Linked DNA regions of Zea mays: all the other regions are linked to region 1. The links are chromatin contacts, called in public Hi-C maps. All regions are on one chromosome and are shown on one strand. Each heading gives the region's core, a stretch centred on a gene start, on an enhancer-like site or on the middle of the called end of the contact. The rest is flanking DNA. Distances are from core to core; before and after follow the strand shown.

Evidence for each region. A called contact is a pair of places that touch in the nucleus more often than the background predicts.
Region 2: a Hi-C map of leaf shows a contact between it and region 1, with 3 times the contacts expected there. The contact joins the promoter of LOC100304208 here to the promoter of LOC100277621 in region 1. A contact is called at or near these places in 4 of 25 Hi-C or Micro-C datasets (ear, leaf and tassel).
Region 3: a contact with region 1 is called in a Hi-C map of leaf, with 3 times the contacts expected there. The contact joins the enhancer-like site here to the promoter of LOC100277621 in region 1. A contact is called at or near these places in 7 of 25 Hi-C or Micro-C datasets (bundle sheath, ear, endosperm and 2 more).

What each region holds. Positions count from the first base shown.
Region 1 is chr4:212,272,605-212,276,206 of Zm-B73-REFERENCE-NAM-5.0, reverse strand. LOC100277621 reads right to left here and starts at 2,004. Exons shown (of 1, transcript NM_001397834.1): 1 at 937-2,004. The coding sequence starts at 1,931. The coding sequence ends at 1,236.
Region 2 is chr4:212,065,385-212,068,986 of Zm-B73-REFERENCE-NAM-5.0, reverse strand. LOC100304208 (Cleavage stimulating factor 64) reads right to left here and starts at 2,022. Exons shown (of 10, transcript NM_001165658.1): 1 at 1,850-2,022; 2 at 1,351-1,429; 3 at 817-991. The coding sequence starts at 1,892. It overlaps LOC103655887, which reads left to right and starts at 2,758. Exons shown (of 3, transcript XM_008682562.4): 1 at 2,758-2,889; 2 at 3,167-3,602. The coding sequence starts at 2,841.
Region 3 is chr4:212,134,818-212,138,419 of Zm-B73-REFERENCE-NAM-5.0, reverse strand. No RefSeq gene overlaps it. Among protein-coding and RNA genes, the nearest start is that of LOC100277850, 33 kb to the right of the region's middle. Within about 2 kb of position 1,624, at least 17 of the 20 cell types and tissues checked have an H3K27ac peak or open chromatin away from gene starts, as enhancers often do. A contact at or near this core is called in bundle sheath, ear, leaf and 1 more, where this site is marked.

The DNA.
Region 1 (3,602 bases), core at 755-3,254:
CTAAATCCTATAGACTCTTTTATCTTCCCTCATATATAATCTATATGATACTTAGATTCTCTGTATAACCAGATTCTTCTCATATCCAGATTCTTATAAAAGTTCCTTAGAAAAAAAAACTCAGTCCATGTGATGATCGGAAACACCTGAAATTGCTGACATTTTGGCCATGTGAGGATCGAATCAAATTCGTACCAATTCAGGCAGCCGGTAGGGACGTCAGACAATCGGGCATGCATCTGCTACCTGACTGCCGCTCCATCCATCGGGTGCCAGCACTGAGGTACCATACCATACCATGCCGTGCCGGTGATCCTCTGTGCGTGCGCCCCGCATCCATCGATCTCGATGGGTTTTATTGCTAAAAATTATAGGCCTGTCTGCCCACTCCCACCTTATTTGTAGTACAATATGGGGGCAATAAACAAACCTCTCCTTCCGATCCATCCATCAATCGGCCGTAATTTTAAATTCGTAGCACCGTACACGTTTCTGAAAATGCGTCAATTGGATGATGCATATTGGTCGTGTCTGAAAAGCTAGTGGCTGGCTTCACACTTCTTAAATTCGTTCAGATCGTAGACATTTTGAAAAAAACAGAAAGAAAGCGTCAATTTGATGGCGCGTAGGTACTAACTTGATAGCTTCACGTTTGCCGTGGTAGTAGTAGTGTACCACAAAAAGGATTGGTTTAGCACATGAGGTATTTATGAAAGCAAATAAATCATCGTTAGATTAATCGTAGTATATCTTTTGTAATAAATCTATCTAGAGACGCAAATGCTAATACTATTGTAACAAATTTACTTTGTTCAAATCTACAAACAGGATATGGCGACATTAATAACTTACTATACGAAAATTTTGCATTTAATTTAGCACGGTACAAATATTTCCAATATAGTACACCGTATTACTATACTTATGCTCATAATATATCACCACAAGCATCGATATATATACTAGTATATAGTAATCTACATATAGCAACATCATTTAGCGTGGATGGTTATATGCCAAACAATCATATATATAGGCATCCATCACATCCACTCAAACAGCTCCGATATTAAAAAAAGCACACATAAATATAAAACTGAAAAAAGGGAAAAGATTAAACCTCGTTTTCGATCACAATATTTTTTTTCACAGCGATCGATTATTTGTGTACCTAATAATAATCGGGTCCGTCTATGATGCGATGCGATACGATGCGACCCATCACATGGTGGCCCTCATCTACGCCCGGCCCGGCCCATGCCCGCGCGGCCAGCTGGCACGGCGCGGACCACCTTCACCGGCCGGCGCACCACGAAGGCGCCCTCGGCGACGCCCACGACGCTCCTGCAACCGTACAGGTCGAGGAGCCCGACGACCCCGCCGGCGGAAGCGATGGACCACCGCCGGCTGCTGGGCACCGACGACGACGTCGTCGGCCGCGCGGGGAAGAGCGCGTCCATCAGGCCGGCGTCTGATCCCGCGCCGCCGCGTTCCCTGGTGCACTCCGCGAGCGCCGCGGCGAAGGGGTCCCCCCCCGCGTCGTCGGCGGGCATCGGCTTTCCGCAGGCGCGTCGGCGCCGGGCGTGCTGCTGGTGGCGCGCCCTTGAAGTCTCCGGGACCCGCAGCGGCGGCGGGAGCGGGAGGGGCGTTGGCGCGGAGGAGGCAGCTCCGGCGCCACCGAGGAAGCGCGCCTTGGGGATGCCCGGATGGTGCTCCCAGGAGAAGGGCACGGCGCGGCCGCGCGGGGACGGCGACGGCGAGGATGCCGCCGAGGACAGCGTGGAGAGGGACGACGAGGACGACGACGATGATGAGAAAGTGCGATGGCGACGGTGGGTCGACGATGGGGAGGACGAGGCTGTTGTTGTCGGCGTCTGCGTCTGCGGCGCTGGTGCTTGAGTCTCCACCGCTAGCGTCTCACCGGTCGGCATGGGAGACGAGACGAGTGCGCTCGTGATGGCCGGGCCGGGTGGTGGTGGTGGTGGTGGGTGAATTTTGAGGTGTGACCGTTCGGGGAAGGCGGGGACAGAGAACTGATGCATAAATACGCTTGAATCCATCATGTGTTTGTTTCTTAAAAAAACATAAAACATAAAAGTCGATCCGACTGTGTTCCACTACCCAGGGTGTCCAGACTGAAGAGTGAGACGCAGTGTGTGCACTCTTTCCACTAAACGAGCTGAAGTTTTTCCTAGTCCTGTGGGCCTTATGTGTAATTTCATGTGTGACGGTTTGTGTCAGGAAGGTACGCGCCCATTTCCTAAACGATTGCTTGAAACTATACTTTTATTAAAAAAGACGAATGCAAATCCGTGTGGACGAAGGAACTACATATTCCAAGTATTGTGAATAGTGTAAGCTTACTTTTTCTTGGAAATTAAAGTTGGCTGCGGCCAGTTCGGTTTTCAAGTATAACACACGGCTAAGACATTATATGGTACAATTCTAAGAATCCGGATCATCAATGAAGCTAAAAGACAACGTGTATGGAAAGTCGTGAAGATGCAAACTCTTCACTAAGAGTCTATCTCTTGTAATTTTTTTATTTAGCACATTAGAAACTTCTCAAGAGACTCCATATTGGGGTTGTACATGTCCTAGGGCATATACATCTAGAAACTCTGACTCTGTTTTTCAAGTACAAGAGACAAATAAGAGACTGTATGATACTGTATGATACAACCCTGAAATACTAACGCATAAATACAGTCAAGATACAATATATATATATATATATATATATATGTATATAGTCATGTAGAGACATGCTCTTCCCGAAGAGGCAGTCTCTTTATTGGATTTGTATGTAGCACGGAACCCATTTATTCACAGAACAAGGTACACCCGTTCAGCTAAAATTTTTGAAATCGTACACTTGAGTATTGTGAATGATGCGATGTACCGACGTAGTGGTGCATGCCCTAGCATCTAACTGTCGGTGATTATTATAATTCAATAATGAGTGACCGACAAAAGATTAATAGCTTTAGGAGAGATATAGAAAGACAAGATTATGATCGTCAAAGCTTACAACAAAAAGGTCTAAATCATTCCAGGTATGAGACCTGGTATGAAAGACCATCTTGCCACTGAGGAGCAGAGACAGGAAGTTCGGGAAATGGTCGCCAAGCTGGAAAGACCATTATAAGATCACACATGTAATATCTGATAACACCTACATGTTGTGAACATTACAAGGTGATGACTTGCCCAAGGCACTGAACGGGCGTTTCCTGAAGCAATATCATTCTAGTATGTGGCAAGATGCTTAAGAGAATTGATATGGTCACATCGAGTTGATTCCAGTCTATACCAGTGCTTTCGGTTTGCTCAGCTTCTCCAAAAGGCAGGGGCATGTGTTGAGCACAATTTGTGGCACTGAGCACTACCGAACGGTCCGCCCATAGGCGCGGAAGGTCCATGAATAGATCGAATCGGGCGCAACTAATCCCTTTTACACGCGAGTTTATCTCTCTAAATCCACAGTTGCTGTTGGGAGACGCCTAGGAACAGGTCTAGACCTCCCCTATATATATTAATGGGTACGACCGATTGCAATCACCAACAATCGATCAAATAATCAATATATCTTCCGTTTTTAC
Region 2 (3,602 bases), core at 773-3,272, 210 kb after region 1:
ATCATGCTAGATCGTTTCACATGTCTTGAAGGTAGTATATAAACTGTCCTTATATAAATCAACTGCATCTAGTTGAGAACTTGTGAGTGGTCAGTATTTGTTATTTAACTCGACAAATTGGCAACAAACTAGAACATATGTATCAGCATCAGACACTCACTGGTAGAGTTAAGCAAAGCCTAATGGCAGAAGCTACATATAAAGGCCGATTGGATACTAACAGAACGCCGAAAGAACACTGAGTCCTTATGCATATATATAAAGGCTGATTGGATATATACTATTTTTCAGCAATCAATTTACCAACAGTGGCAATCCTCTTGCTGGCGCATAAACAAAGACCAATTATATGTCTTCCATAAGACTATAGCACTTCTTTTTCTATTTGAAGAAAGTAAACCACAAATGCAGCAATCAACAAACTTCAGAAGAGGCTCTATCAACCATAACATATATTATATTAAGCCAATAGCTTTGCCAGACTATAATCCAACTTCTTTGGCACGCTACTTCCATGAAGGGGAAAGGTCAAGATAACAGAGGCATTTTTTTCCAACCGCAAAGCATTGGCACCGCACCATAACAATATAATTCAATGAAGGAATTGGACAGTACAGCAGGTGTGTGTATGTACAGTCAAGCAGCTGTACATACACAAACATGCTTGTAAGAAATTGCAACAGGAGACACAGGGTGGTCAGAGAAGGCACAACTATTATTATTCACAGGAACAAAGACTATACAACTTCTCATATTAACAGAGAACTCCAAAGTGGTAGGAAAGGCTCTTCTACAATAATTTTGAGGATTGTCGACCTTTTCTCTATTTCTATCAGTGTTCCTCCCACTTTCAGCAAAATCAACACGTAACTGACGACCATTAATCTCGTAACCCTGAAGGTTCCGGCGTGCACTTAAAGCAGTTTCCTCATCCTTGTACTCGCAAAAGCCATAACCTTTTGGCTTGCCGGTCTCTTTGTCAATCACCAATCTACAAGCAATTTGTAGCAGTCAGTTACCAAAATCAAATTCAAATGCTGAAAAACTTAACAGTAGTAGTAAACATGTTAATCAGTGTTACCAAACCAGAATCAATTTCAGTAAATATATTCCCATAGGCAGAATCCAATCATGGTTTTTTTTACATTTGTAGGCGTAATGCCAAAACCTGAACATATTCCTTGTTTTTAAATAAACAGGAAAAAAGGGCAAAACAGACATTTTGACAGTAAGCGATAATTTCTACCAACCCATGAGGTATGCATATTTAAAATTCAAGTATTGTTGCATAAGATGTGGAGTAAATGGACGACTTTAGATGAGTGCTCATGCGGGTGAGCAAAAGCACACCTGAAGGATACGACTGGGCCGACTTCTTCGCAAATCTGCACGAGCTGCTCCTCCGTCGCATCATATGGTATGTTGCCAACTGTAATTGATATTGATAAATACAACTATATCAGTCCTAAAATCCCCTGTGTAGTGCGTACCATTTCCACATCTGAAAACAAAAAAAAAACTAAAAGAAAAAGAATCAACTTGCACGACCAGTGAATCATTAGTGCCGCAAAACTAAACCCTAGGCAAGCTAGAGTTCGACCCGAACGGAACTGAGCTCTCAATCCAACACCAGACACGACCAAGTGGGCTCCCATTATTCCAGGACAGCGTCGACTAGAAAAGGAGAGGGAGGGGGAGGTGAATCAGCGCCAAGTCGGAAGAACTTGGCGGCAGTCGGTCGGACCCAAATTACCCTAAACTGAAAAGGGGCTGCCCTGGGTGACTCCAGCGGCGGCCACGCCAGGCGGCTCCCCCCTCCCGAATCGAACCGAGCTTCCGGATCACTTACCGAAGACGCAGCGGTTCTGAGCGCCCGCGGGAGCGGCGGCCATGCTCAGCAGCGGCGGTGGTCAGCAGCGGGGCGGGGCGGCATCCGCCGCTGGCAGGCACGAGGCACGGCAGCAGCGGCGGGACGGAAGGGGAGGGGCGCCAGGCCGGCTGCTTGGCTGCTTCCACCGTGAGATGGCCGCGGCCCGTGGGTCTGCCTCGCTCGCGAGAGATTTGACATTATGAAACGCGACGGATGCGGCTTCAACGAAATAGAGGCACAGGCGAGGGTTTCTCCATTATAGAAAAACTGGGCATAGTCAATACTCTAAAATAGACATGTCAACTCCATTAACGGATTCAGAGCAGTATTAGTCTGGTTGAAACCGGGTTGTCAGTTCTCCTCCATCCCCGTCGCGTTCTCCATCTCCGTCGTTCTCCTTCACGCGGCAGCCGGGCGTCGCTGCCTCCGACCAAGACTTCGTGCGGCAGCCATACCCGTCGCGTTCTCCACGACCTCGACCTCGTCGTCTTCCTCGTCGGCCTGCTGCTCGATCTCCGGCTGGTCGCCGCTCCTCCTGTACAGCTCGTCCAGGGCAGGGGCGGCCGTGTCCGCGAACGACAGGAGCAGGCGAGGCGTTGCTGGAGAGATCAGCAAAGGCTTCTTGGATGAAATGAAGAGCGCCAGAGCGGTGTCCGCGGCGGGGATGAAATGAAGAGCGGTGTCCATTTTCTTGTCATAGCTTCGCCATAGGTCTTTTAATGCTAGAGGCATGCTTCCAATAGCTCGTAATGCTCTGCTCAGGAATTGCGAATATTCATAATAATCAAGTACAACTTTATTTGTATTATAGAACTATAGGCTATTACTTGTACTGCATGTTTCATTATTTTGTGATCCTTGACTGTATCATACACTTAGAGAATATGTAGAAAAGCTGCAGCTTCTCAACGATTCTGAGGAAAGAACCCGCAGGATTAATGAAGTTCTGGAAGTGCATGTTGACTCACATATGGATCCTAATTATGAGTCTGCTGAAGAAACAGATGAGAAAAGAACTGGTATATATCTTCCTGTAATGTTAATGCTTCATGTTGTTTGTTGATTAATAAATATTGGAATTCTCTTGGAGCTGTAGCATAATTTCATGTGGTTTGTTGCAGTATAGTCTAAATATACATCTACTATACTGCACCGTAATTTTCTTGCAAAGTTGCAATGCAGTACATTTGAATTAATGTTGCGATAAGCATCAACTCTATTACAATAAATCAGATTTCTGAACCTAAGCTTTAATTAAGTGTAGTGTCTGAGCATTTGCTTGTTTATTATATGCAGTTGGAAAGTCGGTAGATCGGACAAGACCAGATACAACCATATCACGACGAATATCAAGATATCTTAGCACTATGCAGAACCATCCCCAAAAAGTTTCTGATTGTAGCCACCATCCAAAAAATTTGTCAACAAAAAGTACAATATGTGGATCAGGAGCAAGAAGTTTGGAGAACAGCACAGCAAACAGAACTATGTATGAAGCTGGATCACTTTCATCTTCTGGAGTAACAATGTCAAATGACACGGAGCCGGAGAAAGTCTGGCACTACAAGGATCCTTCTGGGAATGTTCAGGGTCCATTTACTCTTTTGCAACTATCAAAGTGGAGAAGTTACTTCCCACGTGATCTGAGAGTATGGCTTACATTTGAGAGTGAGGAGAGATCTTTGCTGTTGACTGAAGTGCTTTCAAAACAGCAGAAAGATTTCACTCAGGC
Region 3 (3,602 bases), core at 375-2,874, 140 kb after region 1:
TTACTTAATCCCTCGGGTGTACAAGGGCAAAACGGTGAGGCGAGAACGACGAAGCGACTCAGGGGACCTTACCGGCGTTTGGAGCGATGACATAGGTCGGCGACGGGCACCATGACTTGACACACTCCGATGATCGATTGTGCTTCCATAGCTAGGTCTATGCAGCGCTTGGCTAACCGAGGTGTAGGTTCCCAACATCCTCGCGATCCTCCCTATCATATCTCTTAGAATTAATTGGCAATGTAGGCGCGTAGCAGCTATAGCAGTTACGGCGGCGAGCTCGGTCAATGGCATAGGGGCAGAGGGCCCAACGTGGCTTGGTGTTGCTTGAGCAATACCTTATCCTAATAGATGAAGGAGCCAATAGTAAAAAAAACTATCCTTGAACGCATCTAGTTTTGAGTCTTCACCAATAGGCCTTCGACAGGGTTGCAGAATGGCGCCTCCGCCCACCATCTTGCTAGCACCTCATGCTCCTCTACGATCCTTCGAGTCCCAGGAGGCTAGGACCGCCTCTAGCCTCCGTGGCTTTGTTGGGACCAGCTCGTCGTTGGCTGGCGCCAAGGCTCCCTCGCCCTCATGGTCGCTGAGGTCACGACCTCTCACCCTCGCTGGAGCAAAGTTTCTTAATCATTATCCAAGGAAGATTTTATTTATCGACTAGGCAATATGTTTATTTTGCATGGGTCACCAGCATTTTTTTGAATTTATTGGGCAAGGAATTTGATCTGATGTTCCTTTCACACAACATCGCCAAGCGGAGGGGATATGCATATGACGACCCAGGATTGATCCAACAAGTAGCACCAGACAACAACCATGGTTGGAAACGAAAACTAAGGGAAAAAAGACTACCAAAAAGTATACCTCTTTGAAAATGAATAGATTTTTATTATGCGACACAGATGACCAATGGTCGATTAAATGACTTGATTGTGTGCTTAATTAACTTGATCTTCAAAAAATTTACAATACATTTTAAAATAAGAAAAGTGGGCAAATGCAGTTGTCTAGATTTCCTAGAACTAGACTCAATTAGAGGTATATTCTTATTTCACTAGTTTAATAACTTTTACTTCAATTTGTTATTATTAACTCATTTTTCTCTTTTTCATATTTTAATCGTTATATGGCATTTGACCACGATAACTCTTGAATAAGGTATTTTCCATATTCATTTGTAGTTATGTAGATTGTGTTGTAATTTTTTGTCATTGTATTAGCAATACTATGATTTTGGCGTGTCCTCCGCCACTGCTATGGCGTAAGTATAGATCGCATGCACTTGCTGGCTGAGAGGGTGTAGGTACCCGGTATTTATATCCCTGCTCGATGAGTCCCTATGGGAATGCGAGTTACCAACAATCCTTAGCGATTTCCGCGGTGGTCCAGTTTGTTACGGAGATCGCAGGAGAAACTGAACTGCAGTTCCTCTGATCAGATCGGCCGGTGGTAGAGGAGAGGATCCTGACTGGTAGGACCCACCCGACTGTCTTAGCGGGCGGTCGAGCGTGTGAGTGGATGAGAGCTGACTAGCTGAGATGGCCAACGGGGTGGTGAGAGTCCTAGGCGCGAGTCTGTTTTGCGACAGCCGTAGTCCGTTTCGAAGGAGAAGGATGAAGACCGGACGAGGAGGCCCACATGTTAGTGACACATTAGCTGATGTAAGCGTGATGTCGTAGCGATCTCATCTGTGGCTGGACTAATAAAGAAAAGAAAAAAAAAGACGAAGGGGCACATGGGCTGTGCACCTGCGTTGGTGAAGTGGGCTGACATGATCAAGAAATGAGCCAAGCAATTAGAGAGCCCAAATCGGATGTGTCTTCCCTTTTCTCTTTTCTTTTAGTTTCCTATTTTCTTTCCTTCCCATTTTAATGTTTCATATTTCAAATAAGTTTCAAACTTCTAATTTAAATTCAAATGCAACAATAAAAAAACCAAGCATGAGATACAATATATCAAAGTAATTTTTTATATTAGTTATTTTTCTTATTCAAATAAATGTTCTAGTAAGGCTCGTTTATTCAATAAACAAATTGAAACTTCGTATGTTTTAAATTTGAATTCTAGTTAATCAATAATTTAACATTTACCATTTATTCAGTTTCAAGAAAATAATTTCAGAGGTAGGGAAAATTCTTACTATAACACATTTTCATTTATTTCTTTTTGGTAGAATTACTATAAATTACCAAAATTGGATTTTGGGTGTTACACCTGCCTCTCAAGCTCCTTGTTGCTCGAGGAAGAAGATGAGTCACCGGAGTCGTGGTCAAGGTTGCTAAGGGAGGCGAGGAAGGCACACTCCTTCAACTTGGCCTTCTAGAGGTACTTCTTCTTGAGTGCCTCCTTGTCGAACCTCCCCTTGGACTTGTGCTCGTTGGTGGTGTACTTGCACTTTCCCTTGCGTCGACCAGAGTGGTGGTCGCACTGTCTAGCCTCCGGCTTACCATTCTTGGGGAAACTAGTGATGAAGTGGTCAGGGTCACCGTAGTTATAACATCCATCCTTGTACTCGCCACACCACATGTTCTAGCGGTTGTTGTGAAACCACGTGAACCTGCTGGCCACAAGCACCAGCTCCTCATCCTTAAGGCTCTCCACCTACTCCTCTATGATGGTCAACAAAAAAGATAAAGCAAACAAAGCGGGTGAAGGATTAGAAGAAGAACCACCTCCAGAGACCAGGGCCATTGTGGATGCACGAAGGTTCTCAATCTTGGCTCGAGTCTGGTGGTCAATCTTAGTGGACTTGAGCTTACTGAACAGCTCATCCATGGTGAGAGTCTCATAATTGGGCGACTTGATGATCACTGAGACCTTTACCTCCCAACCCTCCGATCTAGAGCATATAGTAACTTGAGTGCTCTCTCATGATCATCATAGGTCAGTTGTGCCTTGTTTGCGCGCGTCTTGTTCACTATTAACTGGAACCGAGAGAACATGATGTTGATCATCTCTACAGCCAACTGGACAAAGTTCTCATACTCCCGCATGTACATCTCAAAGGGTCTGGTCTTTATGTGATCATTGGTCTCATGGAATTTCTCGAGGGTGGACTAGATCTTGTTAGTCATACCCAATGTACAACTCGTTCAAACTCAGCAAACGAGAGACATGAGAACAAATCTTTTCTGGCTTTGTTGTTCAAATCACAGAACTCTATCTACATAGGCATAATTCGAGCACCATGAACCTCGAAAGCAGCATCAAGGAAAATCTCCCATACCTAATAGCTGATACTCTAAAGACACGCAGACATGCAAATCTTCCAGTATGGGTAATTTGTCACATTGAAGAATAGAGGTTTGCCAACACCTCGTTCCATGTCACCTTCAATCAATCAATAACCGATTAGGATGTATTGATCCTTAACCAGCTCCAAAATCAATTGAAGGACCGATGAGATGACCAAAGGGGGTGAATGGGAGCCACTAAAAATTTCTCTACTCGAGAGCATCGTGACTTGATCCCAACTTCAACACAAACCCCACAGGACAATGAAAAGCAGTAGAACATTGTGCATATCAATACAGTGTTGATTGACTGCAACAAAATACTATAACAAAACAAACACAACAATATGTAGAAAACCATAAGCA